Linked DNA regions of Mus musculus: all the other regions are linked to region 1. A link is a contact called in public HiCAR-type data. All regions are on one chromosome and are shown on one strand. The core of a region is the stretch at or near the end of the contact, and the rest is flanking DNA. Distances in the headings are between cores, read along the strand shown.

What was found. HiCAR-type assays count read pairs that join an accessible place to other places.
Region 2: a HiCAR-type map of fibro-adipogenic progenitors shows a contact between it and region 1, with 5 times the contacts expected there. The contact joins two enhancer-like sites. A contact is called at or near these places in 1 of 484 Hi-C or Micro-C datasets (uterus) and 1 of 115 datasets of contacts at active chromatin or transcription factors (fibro-adipogenic progenitors).
Region 3: a contact with region 1 is called in a HiCAR-type map of fibro-adipogenic progenitors, with 5 times the contacts expected there. The contact joins two enhancer-like sites.

Annotation. Positions count from the first base shown.
Region 1 is chr16:86,880,463-86,883,344 of GRCm38.p6, reverse strand. No RefSeq gene overlaps it. Among named protein-coding and RNA genes, the nearest start is that of Gm32624, 65 kb to the right of the region's middle. Within about 2 kb of position 1,509, at least 24 of the 459 cell types and tissues checked have an H3K27ac peak or open chromatin away from gene starts, as enhancers often do. A contact at or near this core is called in fibro-adipogenic progenitors and uterus, where this site is marked.
Region 2 is chr16:86,136,869-86,139,750 of GRCm38.p6, reverse strand. No RefSeq gene overlaps it. Among named protein-coding and RNA genes, the nearest start is that of Gm32357, 98 kb to the left of the region's middle. Within about 2 kb of position 1,355, at least 54 of the 459 cell types and tissues checked have an H3K27ac peak or open chromatin away from gene starts, as enhancers often do. A contact at or near this core is called in fibro-adipogenic progenitors and uterus, where this site is marked.
Region 3 is chr16:86,158,158-86,161,039 of GRCm38.p6, reverse strand. No RefSeq gene overlaps it. Among named protein-coding and RNA genes, the nearest start is that of Gm32357, 76 kb to the left of the region's middle. Within about 2 kb of position 1,444, at least 17 of the 459 cell types and tissues checked have an H3K27ac peak or open chromatin away from gene starts, as enhancers often do. A contact at or near this core is called in fibro-adipogenic progenitors, where this site is marked.

The DNA of each region.
Region 1 (2,882 bases), core at 260-2,759:
CTGTGCTCTTTCTAATATTCATGATTGTTCTTACATTGCGTAGATTTTGAGAATAGCTAAGTACTAAGGTCATCTTTTGGATATTTATGTACAATAGTGAAATCCTCTCAGCAACTTGGCCTGATATTTAACAGTCATAATGCTGAGAATTCTTTTGATGTAATGTAATGAATTAAAGGATTTTGAAAGTGTTGATGGCTTTAAGATTTTTTTTCTAAATTCAAGCACCCCAAGTTTTGAAGCATTGACTGACTATATTGGATTAATACACTAAGACTTAGAGAAAAATGTTATGGCTCTAACATTTGAAAATTCCATGTAGTTTCTAGTGATAAAGTGTTATTCTCTTGCCTTCATCTGTTGCTTTCTCTGACTTCCAATTTTTGCTCGAAACTTTAAAAGTATCATCTCAGAGTAAAAGTCCGAGGGGAGCAGGTTAAGTCATGCACACCCTGGCAGCTTCAAGAATGTCATGCGTTCTGGGTTTAACAGCTGCTTCGTGAGACCCACAGCCTAAAGTTCTCCCTCCTACATTCTACTGCAAAAGCCTGAAGGCTAGTTTCAGAACATTTCTGAATTCCTCACTCCAACTAGCATGCTACAGAAACTGAGGGACTCTTTTCGGACACAAGATGGCAGTAGCACACCGTTCACATTGATCATTTCCTCAGAGGGATTGTAGTCACACAAATCAGTTATTTTGTGGTAAGTTAAAAGTCCCCCTGAAAGAGGAGGGAAAAGGCCCTTTAAGATTATGACTAGTACCGTAACCACCTTTTCCCTACAACCCCAACTGTCATATCTATACATTTCTGATGTAGTCCTTCAATGACTTTCAAGAACAGAATGAAATACAAAAAGTTCAGGAGTCTCCGTATCAAGGAAAGAAATGCCTAAGAAAGCAAGGTCAACCATTATGAAGATGCCCTGCATCAATAGCCTTGAGACTACATACTGTGTTCTCACAATAAAGTAGGTTTGAGAGGCTATTTATTGATGTTCAACTTGATTTACAACAATCCTTTGTTATCATTGGGTTTTTGTATTATTTTCTTTTCTTTTATGGAATTTTGGAGTTTTGCTTTTTCTAGTTTTCTGAGTTCAAAACACACCACACCACACACACACACACACACACACACACACACACACACACAAGTTGTTCACCACTTACACAAAAGAAGTATTTAAAATATAAGCTTGTTTTTCTTTGTTTATATTTCATTAAAAAAGTATACAATATGTATACTTTCATGTATCAATTAGTCATTCAGTTAAGAATATGTAAGAAAACATTTTTTTTTTTACAGAATCACATATGGTTTCAATTAAAGTTTTGTTATTTGTCTTTCAAAATCTTAGTAAAAATAATGAGAATTGAATCCGTACTCTGGCATAAGAATATATTGAGTTACAAATATCTGTGATAGGTTCATGAAAACTTGGAAACAATAATACAGGCAGAGGAGTCCAGGATGATTCTAGAATTCTGATTCAGAATTAAGACTTCCCTGTTGGCAGAAAATTTCCCGTGGTTTCCCAGAAGCACAAAACTGCCTTGACAGTACGGAACGCAAGGTGGCAGAATGACTTTTCAAAACCTTTTAACTCAGGGTGCTCAAAATTTAGAAAAGTTACTAAAAAGTAGCTAGCATGTACTAATAAGAATTGGGGAAATCCTACATGTTCTCTAAATTTTACGACAATTTCAAGTGTTAGGAAGCAAAGAATGCATATTAAGAAAACCCTACTATGCCAGTTTTTACCACAATTAAAAAATATAGAAGTTTTAGTGACTATTTTTATTGTTACTATATATTTTATAAATTACTAATCGTCTTTTAATGAACCTGTCTTGTGATTTAGCAGTGAATCTGCTTGTTAAGAAAAGTTTTGAAATTGCTTTAACATTTAAATTTCTAACAGACATCATTTGGAGCACTACTTCATTTGAGCTTTTATGTGAAGGCTAAACTATGTTAACATCAGCTTTCCTAAAATAAAATAAATATCTATAATAAAACATAGTACCTATGGCCAGGGGAAAATATCATTGTGAAGGCTGAATACTAACATTGACAGTATATAAAAATATGTAAGCTGAGGTCCGTTTTCATTATTTTTGTAAGCACGACACAAGAATGTTTACCTAAGTTTATCTGAAAGTGTTAGGGTAATAAAAGTTTTTATGAAGCCCTGCCACATATAAAATATTTACTTGTTTGAAATTGTAAAGCTTGTCAGAAAAGGTATCTAGAGACTAGTAAAACTTGGAAAAAAATAACTCGTGCTGTTGAATGGCTGTAAACAACTGTCATTCATCTTCCATTGTGAATACTTACAAAAAGACAAATATCCAGTAGCTGACCAAAAGACTTCGATACTATTAACATGACTACTGCATTTCTGACAAAGTATCTGACAAAATCTCCAGAGCCAGTCACAAGAAACCTCCTTTCAAGATATTTGTGGGATAGTCCAGGTGACTCCCAAAATAATGGAGGCAGTTGGTGTTGCCCTGGGATGCATCCCAGAGGTTGAAGTTACAGAAGGCAGCATCCCTAGGCTATGGGACCCAGATGCTTCTAACTGCATGTAACCTGATGTCCTTCTTCCTGTGGATGAGTTTCCTTAGCATAAGAAAGTCCTATGCAACTTACCAAGGGAGGGAAGGAATTAGTAGCCCTATCCAGCTCTGATACCTATGAACCATAAACTGAACCACCATGTCAAGCTATCCCTAAAGATACAGCATTGGCACGCATGTCTTGGTGGTAACCAACTTCTGTTAAGTTAGATTTAGAATATATAGTGCCTGGTACCGAAAATCTAGGGAACTATCCAGGTCATGGATCCTGGAAGAAAGCCTACTGCTACCATAT
Region 2 (2,882 bases), core at 106-2,605, 740 kb after region 1:
TTGGCTTAAAGCTAACCTGAAAAAGCTACAATTTACTGGATCTTTTTATTTATAGAAGACTCTGTGACTCTCGTCCTCTCTCAAGGAGTATGGACACCTGCCTCACAGGAAGAAGTGGGACCAGAGTAAGTCTTGTCAGTGTTGTCTGTCACAGAAGTCATCCGGTTACTTACAGCCTCCACACACTCCATGGACCTTTGAAGTGTCTTTCCTTTGTAATCGATTCTTCTAGAAGACCTGCTCAAAGCTGTATGTCCTACAGAAAAGGGATAATGCCACTCTCCCCAATAGAGCTTATGAGTACAGAATCTTATGGAAGTGTGGACTGTTATTACATCAACCAACCCTGAGAGGTCTATGAGCAGTTTCTTCAGGATGCGACTATTTGAATGAAGCAAACAGTCTCAGCAAACGATATTAAGTTCTCAATAAAATGACTGAAAGGTGAAAGAGGTTGTCTAGTTTTTACCTAAGAAGGCAGCGATATGTCAGATGGGCATTGCTTTGAAGGTTGTTGGTACATGGTCTTCTTTAATATTCTTTCCTCTTGATATCTAGGCAATATTAACCCTTTATCCAGGGATAATTGTTTTCCTGGTATGTTACATGACATGTAAGATAGCTTCAAAGAGATAAAGTTGCAACGCGTGCAGTAATATTTATGACTCATAATCTTGCATTGTTTTCTCAATACTCTTTGCTTGAATTCATCCTGGTCTAGAGTTCCTTAGCTCTTAACTGGCCTCTATATTCAATTGAAAAGAAAAAAAGGCCATGAATTTGACAGCAAGTAAAGGGGTGCATGGAAGGAGTTAGAAGGGAGAATTTGTAATTAAAATTTCAAAAATATATACTTAAAAATTAACCACAGCCATCAACCAGGAAAGACATAATCTATCCACGAGTACAAAAGTACATGTGGCTAGATAATAGATAATAAACATAGCTATTTATAAAGACAAAATAATTGAGTAATATTTTTAAATGAGCAGATAAAACTATATATTCGTAAGTAACCAGCATATTACATTTTTACCTTCAGATGCTTCATATCATTTTTAGATAAAAGCCAAAGACAGTACTGAAACCTGTATATCAAACTTCCAAACACTGGCTCCTTGAGTCATTTGAAACAAATTTTGGCAGGATTTTAATTTTGTTTGGTTTATTCTCTTTGATGTTCATGTCCTTCTACAAAGCATTTTATTTTATTTTTCTTTATTTTCTTTGTTTAGATTTCCAACTTTATCCCCCTTCCTAGTTTCCCCTTTACAAACTCCCTATCCTCTCCCGCTTCCCTCTGCTTCTATGAGAGTGCTTCAGCACTCAGCCACCACCCCTGCCTCAGTGCCCTAGCATTCCACTCTGTTGGATCATCCAGTGACCAAGCCAGCTGAGTCAGTCAGCAGAGTCTCAGGCGAGGGAGTGAGGATTGAAAAGGAAAAAAAAACAGTTACACAAAATGATAGCCTGACTCCAGCCAGGGCTGAGGCTGAAGCAGCCTTCTTTCCCTCCAGCCTGCTTTTAATATCATTCTAGGTCCATCCAGAACACGGTCAGTTCTTAGATCAAAGACAAAGTGATGAAACAAAGTAGTAAACAAGGATATCACACAAGATAGTAACTAAGTAAAGTAGTAAGCAAAAGGATCACACAAGCAAAGTAGCAAACAAAGCCCCACAATCATTGTTTCTCATATTCTTATATGAGCCTACTTCCTTGTCTGAGCCCAGTGACAAATGTCAAATTCCTAGAAGTGGCACCAAAAGCTCTCAACAAATCAAGCCTACACACGACCCAGGGGCTCCCCTACCATCGATGCCAGACAAGTCAATTCTGCTACACATGCAGCTGGAGCCATGGGTACCTCCATGGGTACTCTGGATGCTTTGGGAAATCTGAGTTGATTGATATTGTTATTCTTCCTATGGGATCGTGTATGGGAATATGTTGAATGTAAGTTAGAGTTTTCTATCTGAAAAACGTTAAACTTTTTTTTAGTTGAATACAATATATCTTGACCATAGTTCCTCCTCCTCCCACTGTTCCCAGCCCCCACTCACTTCTCCTCTGTCCCAGATCCACTTGTCCTCTGGTTCTCTTCAGAAAAAGAGCAGCCTTCAAAGGACAGCAACAAACCAACAAACAGGACAAAACAAGATACAATAATTTTTGACATAAAAACACATATCTTGAATTGCAACTCAAATTGTTGGGATAAAATGTCCAAAATGATTAGTTATTCATTGCTCACAGAGCTCCTCCCCATTTCCCCTTTGAAGAAGAGCTAAGGTTCAGCCGTCTTCTTTTTTCTGGATATTTTCCTGGAACATCACTTTCTGACATCTCCCAGTCATGTCTAACTATTCATTTAAATAGGCCAAGCTTCTGTCTTATCCCTAAAAGATGGGTTCATTTACAAACAGAATGGCAAAAGCCTCAACATTTATCTCACAAAATTAGGGCAGGGTAAGTTAAGAATGAGATTAATTTGTTGTTTCATGAATAAACTAGCAACATCTATAAGATTAAATAATTCAAGGAATTGCCAAAGCTCGGTGACTTATTAGCTTCCTGAAATGTAGCAGCAATTTGTCACAGGATAAATAGCAGAAAACAGCATAAATATATTTGTCCACAGTTCTGGAGAGGAAAAGTATAACAGCGCAAACCTTGGTGGAGGCCTGAATCTTCTAGGATTGCTTCTTTCTGCATCAGGTACTGCTGACAGTTTGTGGCTTGAAGAGAATCACAGGTTCTGCTTTGTTTACAAATCTCCACCTCTGTGTGGCCAGTAGCTCTTCTGCATGCTTCCTACAATAAGCAATATTCACTTAAATAACCCACGATTGTCTTCCCATTCACAGTGTTTAACTTATTTA
Region 3 (2,882 bases), core at 195-2,694, 720 kb after region 1:
TTATTCTCTACAAATTGCTTCTACTATAGCTATTTCCTATACTGTTAAACTCTCAATCTGGACATATGTCATTTCAAAAAACTACATGGAAATCTTTTGTGAAACTTCTTGCGTTATAGATTAATTTCCTGATTTGGGTCATTACAGCGAACACTTATATTTCCTAAAGAAATCGTATACTCTCTATGCACTAACTCCCACTTAATGGGCTGTTTCTCCATATAACTACAGTCTATAGAATTTTCAAAGTTTGAAAATCTAATTATGTTTATTTCTTTTATTGTTTTGAGGTTCTTACATAATTACATTACTACTCCTAGCCTTTCCCTCCATCCAATCCTTCCTTGTATCACTCGCTACCATCTTTTATATTCATGTCCACTTTTATTCACTAATTGCTTTGAATGCATGTTCCTGATGTATAAATACAACTGCTTTGTCTACATCATGGTACTTGCATGTGTGTTTTCAAGGCTGGCCATTTATTATTGTATTGATGCTACTATACCTCTGCTACTTCCAGTCCAAATCTTGCACATTCAACATGCAGGCATACTTTGTCCCCCTCTACTTGTCCTTTAAACAGAGGACAAGGAGTGACCATCACAAGACCAAAAGTGTCAGTAGCTTTGATAAGCTCAACTGCTAATGAAAGAGGAACATTGCAAACATGGTATTTAAAAGCATGGGTTTTTCAGTCACACATCTCAAAGTTCAAGTTCCCATCTCATCTTTTCCAAACGTTGAATTTATTCTGGAGATAATACATGGCCATGTAGCCCAGGCTGATCTCAGAGTTTTAATCTTCCCACCTTTGCTTGCAGATGTCTACTACCAAACCTGGCTAGGGTGCACCATCATTGATTTTACTCATTCATAAGAGAGGGCCAAGAACAAGCAATTAACTCAAGGGATTGGCACAAAGACTAAAAAGGGTAATTTTAGTCTATTTATCATCTACTTCTATTTTCTCTTTATATAGACTATATATGTAATATAGAGAGACTATATGTTATATAAATAAGTATCAGTTAAATACTCCTTATAAGCATTCACTCATATGACTGTACTGCATAGATATAAAATTTATGCAAGATAAAACAATTCAGAATATCCTAAAATCATAAACCATTATTGTAAATGACAGTCACTCAGACTTTTGTTCTGGGTTTATGGGGTATCATGGTAATTTGTGGAAAGGAAAGAAAGAGTGAACGAGACAAGTGGATTAGCACAGTATAACAAAGGAGTCACCAATACAGGATTAGAACAAAGTGAGACAGCCTTGAGAAGTAAAAACTTCCCAGCAGCTGAAGCTAGCAAAGGCATAAGCATTAGGCCTAGAAACACAGGAACTAAATCTGGCCATCAACTTGAATGAACTTGGAAACAGATTCCTCCCAAGAGTCTACCATCAGGGACCCGCCCTGCTGACAAGCTGATTGTGGTCTTGGGAAGCCTACTTCAAGGACATCGTCCAGCATATCCACATTACTGGACCACAGGATGTGTGAGGCAATACATTTTTTTTATGATTTAAGCTGCTAAGTTTGTGGTAACTTTTTGTGGCTGCAAAATTTACCTATCATGAATTGTTAATGCAATTTGGCCACAAATATCTTCAATAATTTATTGCATACATTTATGATCCTGAAAAGCTGCAATAACTTACCCTAAAACAAATCAAAATGTAGGGTGGCAGGAACATCATTCTTGACTCTTTAAAATTGAGAGAATATTTGTTCTGGGGAAGGAAACCTAAGACCGACCACAGTTTCCAAGACTTGTATCATAGCCAAAACCCAGGCTTACTTTTCTCAGAATCCTAGCCTGAGATCCAATCTTTTTGGGAAGCTAGAGGAAAAACTTCAATGAGAAGCAGTTTGAAAATAAAAATGCATTATGATTCCCAGATGTCAGGCCCAAGGTTACCAAAACAGCGAAGAACCTACCCAAGATGCTTTTCCACAATCTCTCTAAGGATGCTGTAGAATGAGATAGAAGCCAAGTATTCTCTTCTGCAGAAGTTTTATAGTTTAAAAGCATCACTTCATGCTTAAGAATAATTTTAATGAACAATTACCATGATTAACACATTTAGATTCAATTTTACTCACCATTATCTTTTTCTTTTTAAGTATACCAGGGCTAAAGAGCTTCTTTTGTAATTTTTTTTCTTAAATTGGAATTAAGAATCTATGATAACAGATTACGCTTAGATTTCCATCGTTCTGATGTCAATCTGATCGGGAATATTTCTGACTATTTAGATGCAAATTCTGTATGTGACCTGAATGTAAGCCTTCTCCCTGGTTCCATGTAAAATATACCATCACACGTCAGCCTGCATAAAAGTTTTCCACCTGTGGCAATTATTATTTTATGCTTTCATGTAAGGAATCTGAAAACTTTTCTGAGCAATTTGGAAATAGAATAAAAATCTTATTTTAGCATGTGCAAGTCTGTAGGTTCAATCTCAAATACACATAGAAATTCACACGCCACAAAAGATACATGCAAATCTTGCTTTGGTAGCACATATACTAACTATAATAGAAACTGAGAAAGTGCCTTCTGAAAGTATATACATAAAGATATTATTCAAATTTGGAAAATATTCTATATTTTATGCACTTATCAAAACTCACAAAATATACTCATAGTTTCTATTCATTCATAGTAACATAAGAAAAAGGAACACATCAAACCAAAATGGTACTCTGGAGCATTGTAAAAAAAGTGTAGTCATGTTAATAGTTTACATTAAACGTTGTAGAACACAAAATAATGTATAAAGAAGGTATGAATGAATATTCATGCCGCAAGAGATATTGCAAAATCTTGATGTCAAAATTGAAATGGTATATATTTTATGACACCTG